3 separate regions of the Arachis hypogaea genome follow, and all the other regions are linked to region 3. Evidence: chromatin contacts called from public Hi-C data. All regions are on one chromosome and are shown on one strand. The core of a region is the stretch at or near the end of the contact, and the rest is flanking DNA. Distances in the headings are between cores, read along the strand shown. Region 1 holds the start of LOC112744036 (SPX domain-containing membrane protein At4g22990). Region 2 holds the start of LOC112744039 (ATPase GET3A). Region 3 has its middle 9.4 kb from the start of LOC112744035.

Region 1 (3,468 bases), core at 365-2,864, 82 kb before region 3:
TAGTAATGCTTGATTTTATAAGTTATTTTGTATTTAATAAATAAAAAATTATGTATTTATATTTTTTGTTTTAAAAATTGAAGATGTTTTTAAAGTACATATGAAGACGTTTTAAGACTAGTTTTTTTAATTAAGAAAATTAATATAAGCTTATTACATGTTAATGAATTGGAAAGATAAAAAAATTCTCTTACTATATCTATTACTGAAAATAACTTTTATTTTTTGTTTTGTAAAAAAATAACTGTTATATTTTTAAATATAATATTTATTAAATATAACTAACTTCCTTAAAGCAACAATACTAAACTGCGAAAACAATTTTTTTTAATTTTTTCTTTTTAATTATTGTTATAAAATATAATTTTTCACTATACACTCCTTTACTCATCCAAAAGATAGTAAGATCCATTTATTAATTACATCAATAATCATATCTCATTGCATACAATGTGGGTCCAATTACAGAATTACTCTAGCAGTAATGATAAATTAAAGTAAATTAGAAATGATAATCTAGATGAAGGAAATTACTCGTGCATCGGATATAATATTATGTGTTTGGAAATCAACTTTCTGTCTATTAAAGTCATGTCACTTAATGTACCCCAAAAAAGGTCATGATATCTTATAGATAAGAACGAATTAAAGGAATATTAGAAAACCACATAAGGTGACAATTCACCATTATAAAATTAATAGTTAAAAATTATTATATAATTTAATTTACATAAAGATAATTATATAAATTTTTATTGAATTATGCTTTATATACACTAAAATTAATTATTAAAGTCAGTTATATTAGTATAAAATATATGTTGAAATATAAATATATAAATAAATTAAATTACATATATTTATATATAAATATATTGATAGCTAATTTTAGTGTATAAATAATATTTTTTATTTTTATTATTATATATTAATAAGGAGTGTTAGAGGACCAACAATTTTTATGATTTATAGATATTACTTAATAATTATTAATATTTTTAATGATGTAAGATTATATCTAATAATATAAAATTATTATTTTTTTTAATAATTAATTATTCACTAAATTTTAATAAAAATGCTAGGCTCCTAAACTTTCTCTATATTAGATATGGGAGAGACTAAATATACGTAGATACATATACATGTGTTTCACACTACAACAGTCATGCTGAGTTAAAGGGTAAATGAAATTACATTAAAATTATTCATATGATCAGGTGATATTATACACCTCTTATATATAATAACTTGGTGTAAGTTTAATTTTAGCTCATATATATAGAGAAGGATAGCAGGACTATTCTTAAAAAAAAAAAAATCACTCAAATATGTATGTATGTAATGTAATGCAATTAATAATATGATTCGGTACTTGGAGTTGGACTTACAAGGATAGATGAACATTGAAGTAGTTAGCATAATTCCATAATCCATGAAAGTGTACATACACTACAAAATGCATGCATTTATAATGCTGGCAAACATGGTAGAAGCTCCTCGAATATAGCAAGTTAGAGAGAGAGAGAGAGAGAGAGAGAGAGAGAGAGAGAGAGAGAGAGAGAGAGAGAGAGAGAGAGAGAGAGAGAGAGAGAGAGAGAGAGGGTCACATCTACATGCTATACAAAACCTCCATCGCTTTTATAGAGAATGGTTAGAAGTTAGAACAATTAAATAACAATTATGATATGTTTGATGATTTTTGATTTTTGTATAGAATAGATTACTAAACTAACCTTCCTTTTTCTTTTTCCTGCTTTTTTTTTCTTTTTGTTTTTTCGATTTCAAAATCAGTAGTGGCCAAGTTTTGTCCCAAGTTCAAAAGTAACTTTAAAAAGATTAGGACATGCAGTTTATTAGTTGCTTTAATTATAAAATTGTTGAAAATTAACAACGGTGTCCTTTCCCTCTATGAGTTTCATTATGATTGTATTATTAGCTAGCATAGTATACTATAGCCTATAGGAATTTAATTTATATGTATTTTGCATGGATATAATTAAATAGTTTAATCGAAACATTAGGGTAATTAATTTACTCAAATAAAATAATTGGGAAAAGATGCTACGATTTAGTGTGATTAGAAGACATTAAAATAAATATTTTATATTTATTATAGTATTTTATGGTGTAGAAAAGTAAACCCTAAAATGTACACTTTTTATTGTATGAAAAAATAAACTCATAATATAGTTATATTATTTTAATTTGAATAATATAAGCACAATGTATATGAAAAATGTTTATAAAAAGCTGGAAAGAAAAAGAAATAATAATTAAAAAAAATCCCCAAATTAACTTGTAGACAACCTAAAGCTAAAGAAAGTGTCAGGTGTCAACATCTACAATATATATTGTAATGGAATATAATGCCCTAAAATTGAATAAAATCTAGGTGAATGCTATAGTGGTACTTAATAATATTGTGCTTAATTTATTAAAAAAATAAATAAACAATATTTAATAAATTTTAAATATTTTTTATTTTTATTTTATATATTTTATTTTTTATTTATAAAAATAAATTAGACAACGTAAATATCTCAATAAAAACACTAGAATTCACCTAAACTCTAATATAAGGACACAACAAAATCTAAGCATTGTAGGTCAATTAGTGACAGAACACCAATGTGTCCTATCTACTGTACCTATTTCACATGCTAGTGCTGTTTTTCTATCTATAATTTGTATGGTCCACAAATAGAATATTCAACTTTATTCATATCACGGTATTGAATAATATACATGGTCTCCCTTTTTCGCCACAATTTCTTTGTTTTAGCATTCTTTAACTATAAATGTGGGTCACTAAGGGATATGTGAAGGGTGATGTGTTGCATTGATTTGATTCCTCAATGAAAATAATGTTGCCACATGGAAGTGCCCAACTCCAAGTGTGGTAGTAAAGAAAGTATTATTATAAGCCATGCAAATTAAATTGTCTCATTTCACATAGTGTTCACATTTTTTTTTATGAGCACATAATGATGGTTTTTTTCTTTTCTTCGAAGTAACTGTGGCCTAACGGGAGGATCAACATTTTTAAGGGTTTTTATCTATTATTTAATATTATTAAAATTTGAATTTGAATACATCATATTAAAAGGTATGTTAATATATCATTTCAATAAAGCCACCACTCACATAAACATCACAAAAACAACTTTTTCTAAAGACACCTACGTGGCAAAATCTAAGCCATACATTCTAAAAACCACACTTTTCACTACAACACACTTAAAACCGTAGCCTTTTAATAAGAAAAAACGTTACCTAATGGAAAAAAGTAAATTAAAAGATTTAAGAGAAGAAATTATTAAACTATCAAAATTAATAGATCAAAAGTTAATGATTTTAACTAATGTTAATTGTAATGACACCGAATTCCTAAAATCAATACAAAATGATTTTTCTCAAAATCTTTATTTTACTATAAATTTTATTGAAGGACTTCAAAAACCTGAA
Region 2 (4,035 bases), core at 671-3,170, 130 kb before region 3:
ATAATCCATTGTCTGCACCAATCTATATCGATTAAGATAGATCAATCCACAGTGAAGAGTAAAGAAACAGTTGAATTGAGTTAATAAGGGATGTTTAAATCAGAATAAAAAAATACTAGGAGCACCACACGTATTTAACAAACTTCTAGATGAATCAAGTATGCATTCAAGAGATTGGACTTTTCTTTTGCCAAATATCAGAAATGTCAATACAAATCAAGTGTCAAGATTCAACATTCTAAGCTTGGCAATAAATACATTCACTATTGTAATTTGTATATTCATAAATGTCCCATGAAATTGATGAGAAAATGTAATCCTCCATACTTCTATTCTTTCTGTTTGGCATTTGAAGGACTCCAATCCTCATATATGGGTTACCAACTAATTGATTCTACCGTCGTAAACATTACACACATGACATCAAAAATATCAATCATAATAATTCGATAGTAGACATAATATCAGGTCATATTTTCGTAGTTAAATAAAAAAAGATGACATCATTCTTACTTCAACATCTCAGCAAAGCTCATCGCCTCATCAATCCCAGGTATTGCACCTGCTAGCTCCGAGACCAGACCGTCCATCCCTTCAGAAGTGCCCACATCCTCATGCTCAACAGTGGGATCCACTTCCTACAATGGAAAACAATTAAGATAAAACTAACACCAAGATGAATGAAATAAAAATAAGATCATTTTGGATAACAAAAAAAACTCAAACAAACAATGATTCAAGTGTGAAGCACTCAGTAATTAATAAAAGGTCCAAGAGAGACAAATCATGTAACCTGAATTAGTAAAAGAGAAATAGTTAATCATTCAGATAAATAATTGACTCATCGATGATAACAGAATCATCATAGCTATACCCCAAAAAAAAAGGCTTTACTTTTCTACACTCATACAAAAAACTATTAATACCTAACCTAACAAGTAACAACATGGCTACACAATAGATCATACACAAAACTAAGCTTCACATGTTCTTCTTATATCACCAATCTCTCTCTGAACAATAAAGCGTGAAAATTGAATCCTTTACTAAACAGGAAAACCACTGCAACAACCTAAAAAGCATGAACATTGCGAACATTGCATATCTCATACACACCTATAAAAGGCACAACCACTATAAATCCACAAAACCACCAGTTCCAAAATAGAAAATAACAGCAGCAGCAACAAACAATACATAAAGTATGTGTTTTGCTTGGATAAACAATCAAAACCAACAAGCTTTCTTCTACAGATCTCAATTCAGGGAGCATAAGCAACTCCTCTTGCAAGTTGCAAATTCTCTTCACACAAGTCCCCATTCCCAGGGCCATTGATTCATTCAGCTTCGACTCAATTTCAGAAATTTGACCCAACAGCATGATAATCGAGTCCGAAAAAGGAAAACCACACACGAATAAGGCATAAAGCACTAAAATTGGGAAGCTCTAATCGGTACCATAGCATAGAGATTGGTGAAGCCATTGACCAAAGTTGGAGTCTTTGTGAATCGCTGTTGAAAAGCATCGCTGAGATTGTGAGCTGGGTCGGTGGAGATTATGAGAACAGAGTCGCGAACAGTGGCGAGAAGAATCGAGAGTATTGAGCTACATGTGGTTTTGCCAACGCCACCTTTGCCACCAACGAAGACCCATTTGAGAGTTTCTTGTTCTAGAATGTTCTGCACCGTTCCTTCTGGCAAACTCTGCTGATCCGCCATGGCCACACTGCTCCTGTGTTCTCTCTCCTCCTTTCTTTCTTTCTTTCTTTCTTTCTTCTCTGATTTATGTTTTTTTTTTTTTTTTTGGCTTTGATGGAATATTCGAAAACGCAGTCGAGAGAAAGAGGAGTAGAAGAGTAAGAAAGAAGACCATTGTGTTTTGTACTAATTGAAATAAAATTTTAAAAATAATTAGGATTTAAAAAATCAAGGATAAACCAAAAAAATATAATTGAATTATCTTGCCGTTCTTAAAAATATTTTTAAATTTTGTTATTGATAAAATATTTTTAAATTATTTAAAAATATAATAAAAATATTAAATCGCAATTAAAAATGACTAAATTTTTTATCAAAGCGGAATATTTTTGTTATTTTTTAAATTATTTGAAAATATTTTAGTTAATAAAAAAATTTAAAAATATTTTTATCAATAATAAAATAATTTGAGTGTATTTTTGTTGATTTACTCAAAAATCAAATTGGATAAGTGATCAATCCATGTTTAAGTATGGCAAATTTTAAATTTTGGGACAAATTATTTTATCTATTGAAATATTCATAAACTAATGTAGAATTAAGTAATATTTTCAATCTCGCTCGTAAAAATGTAGACGAATCATTCTTTGATAAAGATATAATAGTTTTTAAATTTTTTTAAAATTTTTAGATTAACTCTTTTATATAGACGAATAATTAAATATAAGAATTAATTTATCTAATAAATAAAAATTTAAATACTGATTTAATTATTAAAATTTGTTGACAATTAAAATATTCTACTAAAATTTCTTAAATATTACTTTGAAAATTCATTGTATTCATTATTAATATTTTAATCATAAATTTAACGAAAATGTTAAAGAAGAGTTACAATTTTTTTTAAATAAAATTACTCATTTTTTTAATAATGTCTAAATTGATAAAAATAAAAGACTGTCTCAATTTCTTAAATTATTTATTCAAATTTTGGTTAAAAGACATTAGATATTTCATAATAGAAGTCAAATAATTAATTTAAATTGTAAGACCCTAATTTTAAAATTAAATAATTAGTTGTTTATGAGTTATTATATTATATTCAGATTTTGTTTTTAAAAAAGACTAGTTTTAACAAAAATAATTAAATAGAATTTTATGATTATTAAAGTTTAATTTAATTATGACTTATTTTATTAGCTTGAATTATCTATTAAAAACTATTTTAATAGAGAAATTTAAATTAATTTTTATAAATATTATTATTACTATTATTACTATTGTTATTATTACTATTATTACTATTATTATTATTATTATTATTATTATTATATGTTAGAGAAGAGCAAACAGAATTATCTTAAAAATTTTAGAGAATGCAGACTTAATTAAAGTACTTTATAATTTTTTTTTATAAGACACTTAGGAAAATGCGAGGGAATAATGTGAAGATAAATTATATTGTGAAATGATAAGAAAGAAAAGAAAGAAAGAATAAATAAAAAGAAAATGAGATAATTAAAGATATGGTGGTGAGCCCATTGAGATTCGCTTTCCAGAGATACATTGGCCACTCCAGGAGATGGTCGCACCTGTAAGACAGAGGTTGCTTACAGAGGTTATGACACTGAAAGCCAAACTCAGACAAAGGTTGCTGAGTTAAGTGAATATAATTCAATAAATAACCAAGAACAAAAGAATTAAAATAATCTAAAGAATCTTTGCCACAGGAGAGCAGAGGGCAGGAATGAAAAAATGTATTAATTAAAGGGATCTCTACCACAGTAGAGTAGAAAGCAAATATTGAAAAGAAATTGAATGATGTTGGGCCTTAGTGCCAAGTGTTTAGTGGGAACGGCGATACGTAACGCTCACTTGACACTATAAGGACGGGGATACGTAACGTTCATTGGAGACTGAAAGGAAGGTTACAGCTCAACGAGTACGGCGATGCATAACGCTCACTGGAGACCGAAAGGTAGTTTTCCCCTTGAGGACGGCGATATGTAACGTTCATGGAGGGGACGTTGGCTGAGATAAGAACGGTAGTACGAAACGCTTATCTCAAGATCAGTATCGGGAATCAGGCAACAAGCCGACACATGAGCTCATGACCTGTATAGGACTAGACATGCATCATACTTGTTTGCGCATATTTGTTTGTGATTGTGTTTTCTATGATTGTGTGTACTTGTGATTGAATTCTATGTTTTAATTGTTGAGTTGGATTATACTTTTTTGAGATCATAATGAAACGAACTTAATTTCTAACTCCGACCCTACTAAGAACTCCCTAGTTCTTACCCCCTATCTCCACCCTTTCCACTACAGCTGCGA
Region 3 (3,715 bases), core at 403-2,902:
AATAAAAGTAGTTTTTGGATAAGAACTTGGCTACTTATATATTAATTGGAGTAGAAATAATGCCCTTTTTATAAAATAAGTGAGCATGAACAAATAGTTTCTTCCTATTTTATGTTAGTGGAACTCTTATTTTCCAGATACAATTGTTAGGCTAAGATTTTCTGACTTGTAAGTGGTGGATCTGAGATTTTGTTGTGGATCAAGATACAAAATGATTGGGTTCTACAATTTTTACACATACATGTTGCTTTTGGAGTTGCACTTTTTGAGGTAATAAGCCTAACATCACTATCCCAAACCCAACAATTTTTTTTTTTTTAAATAGCTGAAAAGCCAAGAAGTTAATTGCATATATTTTTATAAATCACAATACATAAAAAAATAGGATTTTAAAAGGAATCATTTCTTAAATATTTTTTTTAAAGTCATTTTTCAATTTTTTCTTGTATAAAAAAATCAAATTTTAAAATCATACTTTCTAATAATTACACTCCAATTCTCTAAATTAACAACAAACTAAGATCACTAATGAACAAAATTAGGTCAAACGAATAAATAGAAAATCGTGGTTGGAAGGATTGCTAATTATATTCTAGAGGTGTTATCTAACAACATTAGACAACTTGGAAGACAATAGACATAAAAAAATTACTAACATATAAATTAATTACCATCATGTAGGAATACAACTGAAAAATTAATAGTATAAATTGATAAGTGTGTTGAAAGAAAAAGGACAATAGCTTTAATTTACACTTCTTATATTCTTGTCTTTTTTTTTTCTTTTCACAAGAATATTTATCTTAAGAATTAACTCTCAATACTTAATTAAGAGACGATAAATTTTTTTCTATTTAATTATGTTTTAGCTATGTTCTTTCATTATATATAGATATATAATATTAAGGTACAAGATAATTATTTTTTGTGTATAACTAATATTAATTTTAGAAAAAAAAAGCTTATGATTTTTATTTTATTTTTTAAAGAAAAAGTCTTCATTGAAAAATAATATTTTGATACATTGATGAATGTTCACACTTAGTCTCTAAGGTCTCTACTTTTGCACTTAATTAACACTATACATATTTTTATGAAATTTGAGCTTGAGTTGGTTTTAATTGTAATTTTTCATAATTGATGGAATTTCACATTATTTTTGTATCTTATTATTAGATGTATCTTTAGTTATAGATATCAAAATATATTGCAAAGTTCATATGTACTAGACAAATTAGAAGAAATCAAAAGCTAACTCAGATATCCAATGACCAATGAGCTAATAATAAATATTTAGATTGGACTTTGGAGAATAGGAAAGAAAAATAGATTGAAAAGAAAAGAAAACTGCAAAATATCATCATTTTGTGGATATTGCACGCACTTTCTTTTTATTTTTATATTTTTTTCTCTTTATTCCCCCAATTGATGAGAGACATTTTGCGATGGGTAAAAAAACCTTATAGTTGTGCTGTGGAAAAATCCAAAGCTTAGCTAGGATTTCTTTACATTTTATTTATGAAGATGTTGATTTGTTTTTTTATTAAGATATACATATGAAAAGAGGAGTGAAGCTAATGTTTTTGGGTCAGGGGGAGTGGATCTATTTCAAGAATATGGCAATAAAAATCAGTAGAAATAAATGGATCACTTAACTTAGTATATGGGTGGCCCAATTTTTTATGAGTCAATCTTTATCAGAACTAGAAGTGTTACCATGTCCCTTAGCCCCCCCCCCCCCCCCCCCCCTTTCTGTTTTCTATTATATGATTTATATCCATATATTCATATCCATTGATCAATGGATCCGGATTTGTTAGCCCCGATCCATTGTACCTGTAATTTTGGGCTTTTAGCCCCGTTATACAACCCCCAAAAAAAAATTTCATGTCCATTGATGAGCTTTTCATCAACCTTAGGCTTGATATCACTTAGGATAGGTTTGGTAAATTTTATGGAGAGGTATTTGATTTTTTTTAATAAATAAAAAATTATGTATCTATACTTTTAATTTGAAAAAGTTAGAGGTATTTTTTAAAAATATTTATGAAAATATCTTTTTATATAGATATGTATATTGGTCAAGCGAATTTTCGTATAATCAGATCTAATTTTAATATTTTACTGAATTATCTATTTTAAATACCTAAATCTATTGAGGACCGGGCAAGAATTTATGTTGGATCTAGCACACCTTACTTTTTCTAAACTAGCTACTAGCTTATATGTTTTTTTTGTTAATGAGATATATAGTTGTGGTGTAGGTAAATAGAAGGTGTGATAGAAAGTGTGATATATATAAGTTAAAGTAAGAAAATTCTATAGAATATTGTGAGCAGATAGTGTGCATAGGTAGTTCGGAGGTATCATATGGTGAGTTTTAACCTGCGCCTGTTTAAATAAGGCGTTTAGGATGCCTTGTTCTTTGATGAGTTTTAGGAAGCGCCTTATTAAATGAGGCATCTCAAACGCCTGTACTATGCTGACACATTCTGCAACAAATTTTTGGGTTAATAATGTAATTGTAATTGATCCCTGTAGTTTCTGTGTATTATAAGTGTTGCCACAAATTATATAATAATTGAAGAAGTTATTTTTTATATTTTACATTTGTTATCCAATATCTTGACTGGCGTTATCATTGAGATTGGGTGGGTTGGCCCAGCAGATATTTTTGTAAGAGATCTTATTTTTTAAATGGCCATGAGGCTATATTTTTTGAACCTAGAAAGATAAAGATTTTGCAAGTGTTTTTGGCAGTTTCCATTGAAGCAAAAGCCCTAACTTCCCTAACCCTCAGCTCTGTTGAAGAAGACCAGAATGTTGCTTCGACCGTGGCAGTGAGGAAGTTGCAACCTCCATCTCATCGCCATTCTTTAGGTGTCGTTATTAGAGGAAGATCCGGATAAATATTGTAACAATTCGATGTATACACCATTCCAGGATGAAGGGGTCGTCGAGGAGAATGTAGCGAGTGATGGAGATGATTTCAAATGGGTTTGGGGACATTCGACTGAGTCAGGTACAAAAGGCATCGACGGTGATGTATACGGTGATGGCTTTTATCCCAACGTTTCAAACAGAGTTTCCAAAAAGTTAGATCCCCAAATAGCTGAAGTTATGGTTTCCAATCTAGGAGCTTGATGCAGCCAATGCATGTATGGGAGAAGATAAACACTAAAGCATTTCTAGTACTGAAGATCAGTTCCTGATGGTAAGAATGTTTCGTTGTGGTTTCTATAGTTGTTGTACTTAAGGGGTGGCTAAGCGGGCCGGCCCACCCCAACTCGCTCCTCCCCGACTAGGCCCGCACCATAAACGGGGCGGGCTGCCCCGCCAACTAAGGTGGGTTCAAAATGCTAGTCCTTTTCACTCTATGGCGGATTGGCGGGCCGACAGACTAGCCGCTTGACTTTTTTTTGTAAAATAAAATTCATTAAAATTAACAAAAAATAATAATTAAAAAATTAAATACAAATAAAAAATAGTCAAATTAATGAATTATAATATAAATTTTTTTACTATTTTTTTATTTTTAATTTCAATAAAATTGTTCAAAATAATATTTGTCAATAGAACCATCTTTATTTTAAAAAGTAAGTCATATAAATAGAGCATATATATGAAATTATAATTTGAGCATATATTTAAAAATTATATAATTATTAATTTTATAGTAGTAATCACTTTTTTATTTAATAATAAAAATAAAAAT

Evidence for each region. A called contact is a pair of places that touch in the nucleus more often than the background predicts.
Region 1: a contact with region 3 is called in a Hi-C map of an unstated tissue, with 4 times the contacts expected there. The contact joins the promoter of LOC112744036 here to the enhancer-like site in region 3. A contact is called at or near these places in 2 of 8 Hi-C or Micro-C datasets (leaf and an unstated tissue).
Region 2: a Hi-C map of an unstated tissue shows a contact between it and region 3, with 5 times the contacts expected there. The contact joins the promoter of LOC112744039 here to the enhancer-like site in region 3. A contact is called at or near these places in 2 of 8 Hi-C or Micro-C datasets (leaf and an unstated tissue).

The regions. Positions count from the first base shown.
Region 1 is chr14:126,402,274-126,405,741 of arahy.Tifrunner.gnm2.J5K5, reverse strand. It overlaps LOC112744036 (SPX domain-containing membrane protein At4g22990), which reads right to left and starts at 1,614. Exons shown (of 12, transcript XM_072214874.1): 1 at 1,392-1,614.
Region 2 is chr14:126,446,573-126,450,607 of arahy.Tifrunner.gnm2.J5K5, reverse strand. It overlaps LOC112744039 (ATPase GET3A), which reads right to left and starts at 1,920. Exons shown (of 7, transcript XM_025793505.3): 1 at 1,459-1,920; 2 at 514-638; 3 at 1-22. The coding sequence starts at 1,719.
Region 3 is chr14:126,320,233-126,323,947 of arahy.Tifrunner.gnm2.J5K5, reverse strand. No RefSeq gene overlaps it. Among protein-coding and RNA genes, the nearest start is that of LOC112744035, 9.4 kb to the right of the region's middle. Within about 2 kb of position 1,652, at least 3 of the 3 cell types and tissues checked have open chromatin away from gene starts, as enhancers often do.